2 separate regions of the Mus musculus genome follow, and region 1 is linked to region 2. The links are chromatin contacts, called in public Hi-C maps. All regions are on one chromosome and are shown on one strand. Each heading gives the region's core, a stretch centred on a gene start, on an enhancer-like site or on the middle of the called end of the contact. The rest is flanking DNA. Distances are from core to core; before and after follow the strand shown.

What was found. Hi-C and Micro-C count contacts between places; a contact is called where the count stands out from the background.
Region 1: a Hi-C map of cerebellum shows a contact between it and region 2, with 2.6 times the contacts expected there. The contact joins two enhancer-like sites. A contact is called at or near these places in 4 of 484 Hi-C or Micro-C datasets (cerebellar granule neurons, cerebellum, nephron progenitors and 1 more) and 1 of 9 other capture datasets (embryonic stem cells).

Annotation. Positions count from the first base shown.
Region 1 is chr6:51,054,899-51,060,916 of GRCm38.p6, reverse strand. The region is part of intron 3 of Gm46959 (a long non-coding RNA gene); the gene reads right to left. Gm31746 (a long non-coding RNA gene) reads left to right here. Exons shown (of 2, transcript XR_869077.2): 1 at 1-3,063. Among named protein-coding and RNA genes, the nearest start is that of Gm31746, 3.3 kb to the left of the region's middle. Within about 2 kb of position 3,471, at least 35 of the 459 cell types and tissues checked have an H3K27ac peak or open chromatin away from gene starts, as enhancers often do. A contact at or near this core is called in cerebellum and neural progenitor cells, where this site is marked.
Region 2 is chr6:50,803,759-50,810,219 of GRCm38.p6, reverse strand. All of the region lies in intron 4 of C530044C16Rik (RIKEN cDNA C530044C16 gene), which reads right to left. Gm31455 (a long non-coding RNA gene) reads left to right here. Exons shown (of 5, transcript XR_869068.3): 4 at 2,393-2,508; 5 at 4,580-5,955. Among named protein-coding and RNA genes, the nearest start is that of Gm31455, 15 kb to the left of the region's middle. Within about 2 kb of position 2,544, at least 106 of the 459 cell types and tissues checked have an H3K27ac peak or open chromatin away from gene starts, as enhancers often do. A contact at or near this core is called in cerebellum and neural progenitor cells, where this site is marked.

The DNA.
Region 1 (6,018 bases), core at 2,222-4,721, 250 kb before region 2:
TGAGCTACAAATGCCAAAGAAATGCCGTCGGAAGAAAAATCAGACTTGAAAGTCCAAGCTCAGCTTAGAAACAGATGTAATTTTTGTTTCTTAAAAAAGAAAATTTCAGTGGCCTCCTCTCTGCTCCCCCAAGCTGTGTCCTGTCACTGTCTTAGATGACCTTTCAACGGTGTCTGCCTGGGATACTTTTAGTAAGCAGGTTGGAGCATGTGACCCTTGACTCTGCTGCACATTCTTTGGGGGAGCCTGAAGGCTCTCCAGCTGCCCCCTGGGTGGTCTCTTCAGTTGTGGCCACTGATGTCTGAGCCTGATAAGCTGGAAGACCTGGGACCCAAGACCTTCCTTTGGCCAGCAAAGCACTGAGCAGTGCACCTTGAGGGCCAGGGGCCTCGCCTGGAACAGATGCTCTCGGTGGGAGGCGGTGGGCAGATGGCTTAGATTTTTTTGGCAGGTGTAGAGGATAATCTTGCTTTTGAGGATATTTTTTTTTTTCTACCCTGTTGTCATCAATAGACAACAGACTCCTTCTAGTGTTGACATTTGGCCTAGAGGTGCTGCCTGCACTAAGAACAAAAGCAAAAGCAAGCACAAAAGTGAACTTCGAAACCAACATAGGAAGAGTAGACACAGAGCCTGTTTACTCTTCGAAAGGGATGTATATCCAACAAGGTTACCAAGGAAATGACAGACAGACCCAAAAGACAACAAAGAAAGTAAATCTAGCAACCATTTCAGTTGCTAAGAAATGAGTCATCAATTCAGGGAAGAGACCTTACTATTTGCAAGTTCTGGGTATTTGCTGGGTGTGGCTCCTCCAGACTTACCACAGAACAGTAAAGGTGTTTTAAAATGTAGCAGCTGACTTCCTAGACTTGAATAACACTCTCTGTCATGAAGTTAACAAGCAATGAACCGGCTACATCACTCAGCTTTCTCTGAATCCAAATTCTGTGCTTTCTCTCAGATTGCTACATTGGGAGCTGGTAGGGTTCTCAGTGCGAATAGGTGTGGCTGAGCCTGACAACCTGGTTATTATCCCCAGGAACTAGCTCTCTCTCTCTCTCTCTCTCTCTCTCTCTCTCTCTCTCTCTCTCTCTCTCTCTCTCACACACACACACACACACACACACACACACTGTAATAATTATAAACAAAGCTGGTGTGAATGAGTGCGTATTGATGTTTAAAATTAAGGCTGCCTCGTCTTCACTTCAGTAGCAAGCTGGAACTTACTGATTGGAAGCAAAACATCTTACATGATGAGTTTTTAGCATAAAGAAGTCCCGTTCTTCTCTCTCATGTTCATATGTTGTTAAATCCCATCCTGGGATTCACCTGGCTCACAGATTGTCTGCCCCATGAGGTAAGCTCTTAGAGTTCACAGTTTCTCTGCTTGGATTCTGTCTTAGCCACAGTTCTCTTTTTCTCCTGGTCCCAACCTGGTCTGCTTTTCCTTTTCTGGCACCTGCCTATTTGTCTTCAAGGTCTGCTTCCAGGGCCCACAGGCTGCCTCTTTCCCTGGCCTCCTTTTTGGTGCTGGCCCCTCACTGCCCTTTATCCATCCCATAGCTTAGTACCATGGTTGCTTTGATGAATTAAAAAGGCTCAACGTGGGGAGGTTAGCCCTGTGTTTCTGCTGCCTTGAGAAATAATGCTGAACATTACTGTGCGATGACGATGCTCTTAAGCTACAGAAGTTCAAGACCAGTGTCTGTATTTAAAGCCCTGTTCTGGATGTTCCAGATGTGGCTTCTTTCTGTCTCTGGGGAAGCTTTCCTTGCACAGTCCTAGATAAACTGTAAGTACCTCCATCAGGCCCGGGATGAGGAGCGGGGCTCCTGGTCCTCTTGACATCATTGTTATTTAGGGGGGCTATCTTTGTATTTTTGTTCTTCGCCTTATTTCCTAAGATAGATGTTCCCTGGCAAAGGTGGTGTATGGACAGCTAAAAGCCTTATTCTGAGAATATGTGAGTAGTCTTCAATGATGTTTTTCACCATACAAAATGGGATTTTTCACAATAACCTATTTTCTTTTGGTTCACAAGTGGCATCTATTTTTCTAATTCATCTACTGGCTTCTCAAAGACATCCAGTTATTAAGTGACAAGGTAAGATTTGAACTCAGGCATTTCTCAACTACTACTCAATCTCTGAGCCCATGTGCTAAGGTTGTTTTGGAATAAGTATTAGTCTAAACCAAACGAAGATGCCTGTGTTTGACTTGTTTTGTTTTAAAATAAGGTCTTATTATGTAGTCCAGGTCAGCCTTGAACTTCTCCTGTTCCTGATTTTTGAATGCTGGGAGTATAGGCAAGTACCCCTGCATTCCATGATTCTATTTTTGACTTTCAAAAACTGGAAATTTGTATGTGGATTATATACAAATATAATTCAATATCATATGGATCAAATATCGCAATAATACAATGTCTCTTAGACCAACAATGTAAGAGAGACAGAACCGATGTTCTCTATGTGGGTTGATACGGTCTAGCTTTATCATGGGGCACACATGCCTTCTGGAAGACATCTGCAATAACTGAGGTACCAGTTATTAACCAGCATGATCCAGGTACACAGCATAGGGGGAGTTAACTGAAGAAATGCTGAATCAGTTGGATAATAGGAATCCTGTTTGATGTAATCTTTTCAAGCTTTAGCATATGTTCTATTTCTGGAGTCTGTGTGTGTGTGTGTGTCCCCAAAGACAAAGACAGAGGGACTTTTTATAGTTGGGAGAAAAGCCTCCAGCATGGCATGTGTGCCCTTGAAGCAAATACTAAGACCTGGTTAGATGAAGGCTCCACATGGGGGGGGAGGGGTATTACCATCACCATCCTCTCCAAAATGGCCTCACTTTCCGGGAGGCATGCTATTATTTTCTTTAAATTTTAAAAGTGAGGAAAGTGAGGAAAGTGAGGGAAGCTTATGTTTGTGGAGGGAGAGCCTTGACTCCTGAGCAGCATTGGCTGATAGAGCCTTCTGCCGTGATCAAAATGTTCTCCGCCTGTCCTCTTTAACATGGTAGCCACTGTCCACACGCGGATGCTGGACACATGAAGTGAGTATATGATTACATTTTAGATCTGTGACGATGAGGTGCCATTCAGATTTAAGCTGAAACTGTCACACAAGGCTAGGGGGTGCTCTATTGGGGTGTTTGGGTTTTAAATTCATGGTTTTTGTTACATTTTCTTTGCTTGAAGCAGGGGTTTTAGAGAATGAGGGAATGTCGACATCTCTGCCACTTGATTTTGATGGATCCTAGTTTCTTCCAGAGGATGATAAGGGATTGCGTCTAAACCTTGCACCGTGTCCTTTCCAGAGGGCTGTTAGAGTCTGCACTGATTTCCCAGGGATGCCTAACTACATTGTTCCCGTAAACAAGCCCTATAATAGGCTAAACCAGACTCTGGCGGTTTCTCTCCAGCCATATGGTATCATGACAAACATGACTAATTCCTGCTCTGTTGGTTCTGAATCGTGTTAATCTGCCAACTGGTTAGCGCCCATTATAAAGCAGCTTTTATCAGGAGAGTCTCATTAGCATGTGAAATTAGTCCAAGCCTAAACTTCATTTTGCCAAATCCTCCCTCAGGCTGCTCTTGAGATGGAGCCTGTTCACAATTGAGGTTTTGTGTCTTGACTGTCAGGCTATGTCCAGAAGGTCAATTAGCGTTTTTCTTTCTTCTTCTTTTTGATAGGATATGCCACGTTTATTTGCTGTGATCTAAATTCTGGTAGAGCTAGTCTGTCTTTCTGTTTGTTCTGCTTCTGTGATAGAGAAATATAATCTTTGCCTGCTCACAAAGATAATTTCTTATCATTTGGCTCAATAAAGGCTGACTTATAAATATTCTTCTGTGAGATTTCACCTAATGCATCTCTCCCTGATGTGTATCAAATAACCCCCTCAGCACCAAACCCTTTCAGGGTTACCCCCGAACCTTCTTAAAGTGCCCTTTGCACACATTGTTCAGGAGTGAAAACTAACCCAAACAACCAGAAGCCATTAGGTTCTTTAAAAGAACAGAAATAAGGTTTTAACAAAGAAGGTAGAGGCATGTATATGTTGTACCCCTGAAAGTTTTCTTTCTCTTGGAATTACTCCATTAGTTTTTTAAGAAATAATGCATGTTAGCTAATTTGGGGGGGGGTAGTTATCCTAAAATTCCTTAAATGAATAAAAGTTTAAAAGCATGACTTTGAAAAATTAATCAAAGACAGCTTAGTTTAAGGACAATGGGAGCAGAAGGAGAGAGAGAGAGAGAGAGAGAGAGAGAGAGAGAGAGAGAGAGAGAGATCGCTATGTGAAGTGGACAGGGCCAGTGTTAGGGAAACTGTCATCTCCCTCGTGTCCTGTTTTCTCTCCTGGGGAAGATGATGCTGGACTACATCTATGGAAAGCAGATAGAGTACAAATAGAGTGAACCCTCCACACCCCCCTATGCTGTGCTTTGTCTGGCTGGGCTCTTATTGGATTGTGTTTCATTGGGTTAGCCTCAGCTGTCTCAGAAGAGGAGACCTGCCTTCACTCTCATCCCCATTCTGCTCAGTTGTGTTTGTGAAACTTTCCTAAAAGCAAAATGTTGATGATGATGACTGCAAGTGATGTGTTAAGGTTTTCCCCATTATCTTGACATCTCTCTAAACACATACACACACACACACACACACACACACACACACACACACACACACACACATACACACACACAAAACAAAAACATGGGAGAGAACCTGAAATGTCACTCACTTAAGAATGTAACTTTCTCTGCCCCCCATGAAACATTATTGAGCAGCCGGACACATTATGGGATATTGGATCAGAGTGCTCATGCTGGAACTAGATATTAATTAGTTCTTCGTAGCCTTTGAAGGATTCTGAGTGTCAGTTTTGCCATCCATAAAACGGAAGCACCTACAGCTTCCCTCCTTCTGAAGATAAACTGTCATTATTTGGTTGATGTTGGATCTGGACCATGATGAGGGTGCAATGAGTGGCAGCTATTGTAGCTTCCATCTACAGGACACTGGGTGGAGGGTGAAGGCGCCTTTGTGCTCTCATTGTATGGGGAGCATTGTCACCACTTTCCAAGTCTCAGTTCTGGTCATCGTCGACAGTGGGTAGATTCTCTTTGGGAATGGGACACGGGGTCTTCCCAGGGCAAATGTCAGGCGCTTTGATGTGCTGCTGGGTCAGACTCTGAGAAGCTCCTGAGCAGTCAGCTTCGCCTCCCACTGAATGCCATCTGAGGCACGGCGTTCAAGAGGAAGGAGCTGAAAGGCTTCTGTGTGGGTGGGATGCCTTGAGAAGACACCCGAAGAATTCAGGGTGCCCACTCCTTGCTCATCAATCTCCCATTGTGAGGGGGTCCCAGGCCTGAGATGTTCTCTGAGTGTGGTGTGGGCTGGGCTTCCAGAGAAGACAAGGCCTAGAAGAAGATTCACTAGAGATGCTTTAATGTCTTTGTTTTTAGTCCCAGTTTTGCTTTTGCTGCTGAAGGGCAGGGGTGATCAGAGGGAATATTCTCCTTTCTGACTTAACATGGTTTCTTTTCTTCTCCCCACTTCTCCTTCTCTTCTCCTTCTCTTCTCTCTTCTTCTTCTTCTTCTTCTTCTTCTTCTTCTTCTTCTTCTTCTTCTTCTTCTTCTTCTTCTTCTTCTTCTTCCTCCTCTCTCTTCTCTCTCTCTCTTCCCCCTCTCTCTTCTCTTTCTCTCTCTCTCCCTTCCTCCTTCCTTCTTTCCTTCCTTCCTTCCTTCCTTGTTCATTCATTTGTTTTTTTGTTTGTTTTTCCAGATAGGGTTTTTCTGTGTAGCTCTGACTGTCCTGATACTCACTCTGTAGAGCAGGCAGACCTCAAATGCAGAGATCCACCTGCCTCTGCACCCCCAGAGGGCTGGGGTTAAAGACCTGTGCCACCACACCTGACTGCCATGGTTCCTGCTGTGGGGCAGGATTTTGGTTAATGGGAACAGACCACTTTCATTACAAACAACATTCTCTTCTGTCTTC
Region 2 (6,461 bases), core at 1,295-3,794:
AAGTCATCTCTCTGTTTTGTTCATAATTCAGTATTCTAAGTTCATACTCTATCTGAGAATCAGGCTGATGAGAGTTTACTACAGAAAGGCCTTGGAAATACTATCCCATTCACTTGATAATCAAAAGACACTGTGAGGGGTCTCGGTTGTCAGTAAAGGAGTCTGATAGAGGAGAACGGAGGGCATCAGATGTATCCTCACAGAGTGACCTCAGATTTCTCAGTGCATCTGCAAGGGACATGAGGTAGTCTTTTCTTTGTTCCTGACACAGGCTGTGACTCTAAGGGGCTTGCAGGTCAGCCACTTCTGACTTCTTGGCAGCTGCTAAGCTAGGATTGCCCTGGGAGGACTGGAGGGTGGGGGTGGGAGTGGGAGGCAGACGGGATCCAGAACAGAAACCCAGGCTGGTGAAGCAGAGGGGATGATGGCCCTGCGACACTTTAATGCAGTGCGTTTTCTTCTGCTGACCTGAACATGAGTAAATAAAGATAACCCTGGTCACGAAACATAACCCACTTCCCTTCCAGAGGGACACTGGGGAATTCTGGTCAAACGTGTCCTGCCCACATGAGCTGCCATCCGGCTGAACGTGACAAGTGTCAGTATGTCAGTGTTAGCCACAGCCTGGATGAGCTGCTCCAGGGGAGATCTGCCCTGCTGCCCCAGAGTCCACTAGGAGAGCCTCCACAGACTCTGTTATCAAAGTAGATGAATGGCGACCTACCTCAGTTCTGTTTCTCATTAAATATTTACAGAGGGATTATCCCAAGTTTTGCCCGTTTCTTTGGCTTTTCTGTTTGGTTTTGTTTTCTGGCTTTAACATACAAAACCTCACCTAATAAAAATTGCACCACATTCAAGGCAACGTGTTGAGGGCACTGCGGTTAATGTAGCTTTACTGGTGTTATTTTAAGTGTCTGTACTCTGAATTCCCTTGGAATCCATGCTCTTAACTCCCACAAATATGAACGGACCTCCCACGCCTGTAGGACCCCGCTGTGTATTTATTAGGAAGCAACTCCACTTCTAAATGCTGCACACCGGGCTGCCCCCGCCCCACCGGGTGCTCGAGTTCCTGAACATGCGTGTTTAAAAATGTCCCTTAAAAAAATATGGCTTAGCTGGACAGGCAAAACATTCTGTGTAATCAGAGAGCATGTTTAGGAAACACTGTTTGCGGAGATGAACCGTGCTTTAATGAAACGTCCGAGGGGATAAATAACTCAGTCCCCTTCTCCGGGGTCATGGGTGCTGGCTTCAGCTCTGGTCATAAAACAAAGTGGAGTCGTGGTCCCCGGAAGGGAGCGATGCAAAAACATCAAATGTTTGGCCTGGAAATGCAATGCGAACAGAGACTAAAACCAGGCCCTTTCACTAGCACAACAAATATTAAAATAACCACTTCAAAGGCTTGGGGGGTGGGGGGGGCATACAAAGTTAAAGCCAGAGAGAAAAACCCCTCAGGTGAAGTCTGGTTGGATATCTGAAGGGAGACCTTTCACCGCTGTCTCGAGAAGTTTCACTTAACTGTAAAAGATGATGAGGGTTTAATTTATATTTAAACCAAGGTTAGCATCCCTCTCCTTGTAGGACATTCTTTCCTAAGCCCTGCACTGAGGGTTTTGTTTTGTTTTCTAGGCGGTGCTCCATCAGCTTTAAGGCAACGCTCACCCTAAAGATGGATAGATAGCTATAGCATCACCAACTTTGAACAATGAACTAAATACTGTTGAAAACAGAAATTAAATTTTTGTAGGCTATCCATTTTTATCTGCATTGCTTAATGAGCTCTAGCACCGAAAATTCTGTGTCCCCATAAAAACCTATTCAGCATTCAGTTTTCTCAAACTTTAAACCTCAAAAAAAGTTATGGCATCACTGATGGTGTACTGCCACCGTCTGGTCATTTTGAGAACTGCAGGTAGGTTCCCTTTTCTTCAAAAACTGAGCTGTTTTCACCAACACATGTATCTTTTGGGGAAGAGACTTGTTAGACCTACCTAAGTGTCCTAAGAACACTCAAAGGAATTCTGAAGGCTCCTCTTGTTGCCTCACAGTAGGAAAAATCAGATCCACTTCACACCGGGGGGCCGGGGGGCGGGTTCTCTGAAGATTGCCATTTACAGCAGGGGTATGGGATGAAGAGAAACAAAATTCTTAGTTTACACTTAAAACTTAGACTCGTAACTAGCTAGTACACCTGTGTGTCACCAGACATTAGAATCCCCTTGCCATAGATGAGGATAATAATCATGCCTGACCTGTAGGTACTGGAGGGTAAAGGAGATGATGCCCCGGAGGTGCTTAGCACAGCGTCGCGCTCACGGCAGTGGTCAGCGATGAGAGAGATTATTAAAACTCGTATTTATTTAACTTCCTTTCAAACATACAGATGAGAAATCACAGTGTTGGCAAGGACTTCGAGTGCCTGGATCCTGTCCCAGACAGAAAGTTTCCACGATTTCCTTTACGTCATGGGAACGAGAGGATCTGCCAACCTTTAGAGAAGTAATCTTCCCTCCCAGCTCCCCACAGGCTAGGCTCACAACTGCTCACCCCCAGAGCTACTGCTGAGCAGAGCTGTCCTGCCCTGGCCCCCACCTCCCTCCTCTGCTCTGTTCGGTACACCGGCCCTGGACATCTGTATTTGCACTGCTCTCTCGGGGCCCCCGTTGCCCCTGGGTTCTGTCTTGCTTTGTTTATTTAAATCCCACCTCTCTGGGAGACACGGATCCCATCTTTCTTAAGAGTTTGCCTCCCATCCGCTTCCTTACTGGCCACCACTGGCAAGGGTTCATTTTGCCAGTGATTCCCTGACAGTCACACCCATGAATGGTGGGAATAAGATGTGAGTATCTCTATGCCCTGTGTAGCCACGAGAGTCTCACATCTCTGGTCCTCATCTCTGCAATAAAAATATATGTCAGCACCCATCTCACTATCAAGATGGTGTGTCGGGACACAAATTGGAAACAAAGCCTGCACTCCCCATTCTAAATTAGCAGAGAACAGCCCTTCACAGATTAGAAAGAGGGGGCCTGTCACACGCCTGGGTGGCACTAAAAGACTATTGTAGCTATAAGATAGAAGCCAGACCTCAATCTCTTGTGGCTCTTTTGTCCCCACGTAGCCCCATGTTTAAAGGATTTGTGCATTCTTGCTTCCCACTCCCTCTGTCTCTGGGTGGTAAAGAGGTACCTGGGCATGGACAGAAAAAGTTCAGCACCAGGTGGCGCCTGGGCTGCGGATCGGACTGAACCGGTTGTGCAACACTGCTTCTATTTCAGACACAGTGGCTTTAAGGTTTCTTAACATCACTTTGTTCCTCCATAAAATATAAACTTTTGGCCACACCCCTACCCCACCCCCATCCTATCCCACCCTTGTCTTACCAAGTTCCTGCAGATATCAGAGTCCACTGCATAGTTCTCAGCTCAGTTCTTTGATTTTTTAAAAGTCCCCACCTCAACCAGCAGAGGGCGGTGAAAGACAAACTGAGCTCTGAGTCTCTCTCTCTCTCTCTCTCTCTCTCTCTCTCTCTCTCTCTCTCTCTCCCCCCCCCCCCCCCCACTGCCCCTCGTGCGCATACCTAGGCTGAGGACTGTTGTCCCCTTTAAAGGTGCAAGGAATTTGATGGTAATGTTATCACTCCTGTTACCCCTCTGTATGGCCCATGAAGGGTTCTGAGGCACAGCCAAACACCCTGAGCTGGAGAAGGGAGGGGGTTCAGTGCAGAAGACAGGCCAAGCAGCAGTGCAGCTACTTGGAAGTGAGGTTCAGAGCAAAACAGGAGAGACCCAGGCCTGCACCCCACAGACCTGGGAAGGGTGGCTTACTGAGAAAAGTCTGGGGGAAAATAAAAGACTTGTAGAAAGTTCTGGGTGCAGCCTCCTCGACATGTTTGTGGAGCGGTTGCAGTATATCAAGCAAGTACTACCAATGGACTTAGACCATGCGAATAGAGACACAGAAATGTTACAGATGCACTTTGTGATTCAGATTTATAACTTTCCAATGAGAGTCAGGGCCTGGAACCACCCTCTATTCCCATGGACAGCCCAGTCTGTATAGGGAGGGTGGGCTGAGAGTAGTTGGGAGATGGACTGTCCAAGCAGAGCTCTACTGAATAAACAGAACCATCAGTAGAACCTACAATGTGGCCACAGGGTCACACAGTTCTAGAGTAAATGTGTATAAAGCGGTTCAGAAAGCCTGAACAAGCAAAAGTCATGGGGGACAGCCATGATTTTAAAAGCATAACTAAATACTACATTCCAAAGGACCAGCAGCATTGCAGGTAAGGAATGTGGGCAGACGTGAGGCAAAGTGATGGATTGTCACCACTGTGTCCCAGCAAAGCTGCTTGAGGAGGGAAGCTATTACCTAGATTAGCGGTTAGACGGGTGTTGGTTTAAACTTGTTGTAAGTTTTAGATTTGAACTTGAGAAAAAAGAGTTATGGATTGCAGATGAATATTTGACTCTTCCTTGCAGAGTCAGTGTTAATCCCTGAGAACCTTCACACTCTAATGCTTGCTGGAAAGATCTTCCATCTTCCTTTCCTTCTCTTCCAACATTAGGATCCTCTCTGCATTCACCTGGCAAGGATTACCCAGAGAAACCTGGACCTTCTATTAAACAGCAGCTCTTCAAATGTTTGGACCCTTGCTCTCACAAACAGCCTCTGGTCCCTCAGAGTATCTACCCACCACGCAGCAGCTCTTCATCCTAGGACTGGCATCAGTTCACCAAAGGCCACCTCTTTCTGAGAGATAGTCCTAAAGAGGCTCATCTCCAACCGTGAGGCTCTAAGGAAGGCTCTCTCTCTCTCTCTCTCTCTCTCTCTCTCTCTCTCTCATCAAGCAGCTTCTTGTCTCTAGGAACTGAATCAGTGGGAATCCCTGACCTCTCCAAGGTCACCCTCTGCTCTCCTGGGATGATATCAGAGCACAGGCTCATTTTCTCTATGATACTCCAGTGCAGCATAGAGAAAAGTGCTGTCCATTTTCACAGGATTCTTCTGAGGATTGGACTACTGCTATCATTGAGGGAGGGGGACTAATGGGACAGGATGTAGTAAAACTTGGAGCAAAAAATGAAATGTCAGTGTGGAGATAATCTGCCTGCTTGACCTTCCTACCATCCCCCGAAGGAATCGATAACACATCGTCCTCCCAACTCCGTGTTCAACTAGACTTGTTTTCTGTTGGGGTGGGGCATGTTTTTGTTCTTCTTTAAAGGAGACCACACAAACTGTCAAGATAACCTGGAGATTAGCATGATAGACCCTTCTTATTTCCTAACACCCTAGTGAAGAGGTGACTTCACATGAAAGGCCAGTGATCCAGAGCCACCTCCCTACAGGGTCAGAGACAGAACACCCAGCTAGCAAGATCTGGCCACCAGGCCTTTGGGCTCAGCGACAAACATGACCCATGCTATTAAGTATTGGGAAAGGAATCAATGTTGTGTGCTCTGGCAAGCCCCAGGTTCTGCCAGTAAGGGGGGACAGAAGGAAGGCACGGAGCTGGGGCTCAAGCAGGGAAGGCCCAGCACCTGCCAGGGTTGGCCCATTGCCTGTGATTGTACCCAGTTCTTTGGTCTAGCTTGGTTTGTATTTTATATATATTTTAACTATGCTCATGGCAGCACTGTTCCACTCTAGGCTTATGCAAGGGGCAAAGCAGAAGTAAAGACGAACAAACAGTGCTCTAGAAACCGGCATGCCTCCATTTCTTCCCTCTGCCTCTGTCTCTTTCCCTTTGTCTCGCAGATTTCAATAGCCACCATGACACCTGGTGCTTATACCCTATGCCCTACCCTGTACCCTACACCAAGTGACTGGCCTGGGCTCTGCCTGTGGCTGCCTTTCCTGAGCCATGATGTAAAGCTATGGATGGTGAGCTCATGAGGGGAGCTGAGGTATCCCATGACACCCTACCCTACCCCTGCCTCCTCCCCCAGCTCCATCTCTCCTTTAGGACCGCCTGAATTTCAGTTGAATGTAATGAAAGAAAGTTGGCCCCAGAGGTGTCTCTAAGTGTCTCTGCCCAGAACCACAGAGAATTTTTTTGGCAGAACTTCCAAGGTAGAAGCAAGTTCCTAACAGCCTTTTGGGATGTCAGGGACAATTAGACATCTGCATTCCCTAACCATCCCTTGGGAAGGGGGAGGCCATGTGCCCACCAGACTTCTGCTAAAGTGTTGCTTGGGTTGGATTTGGGTGTTGCCCCTTCTTTCTCTGTCCTTAGGGGTCAAGCAAAGTGGAATACAAGACATCTCTTACTTGGGGCGAGTCTGACAAACCAATGTGTTTACAGGGGAACTTGGGGCTGGTGGCCATGAGATAACAGAGACTCCTGAACCCACAAGTACTGCCGGAGGGGGCAGGGATGATTGAGCCTGTGACAAAAAGATACCCTTTCCATTTTGTTCCAAGAAAGTTGTGAGAGCCTGTGTTTA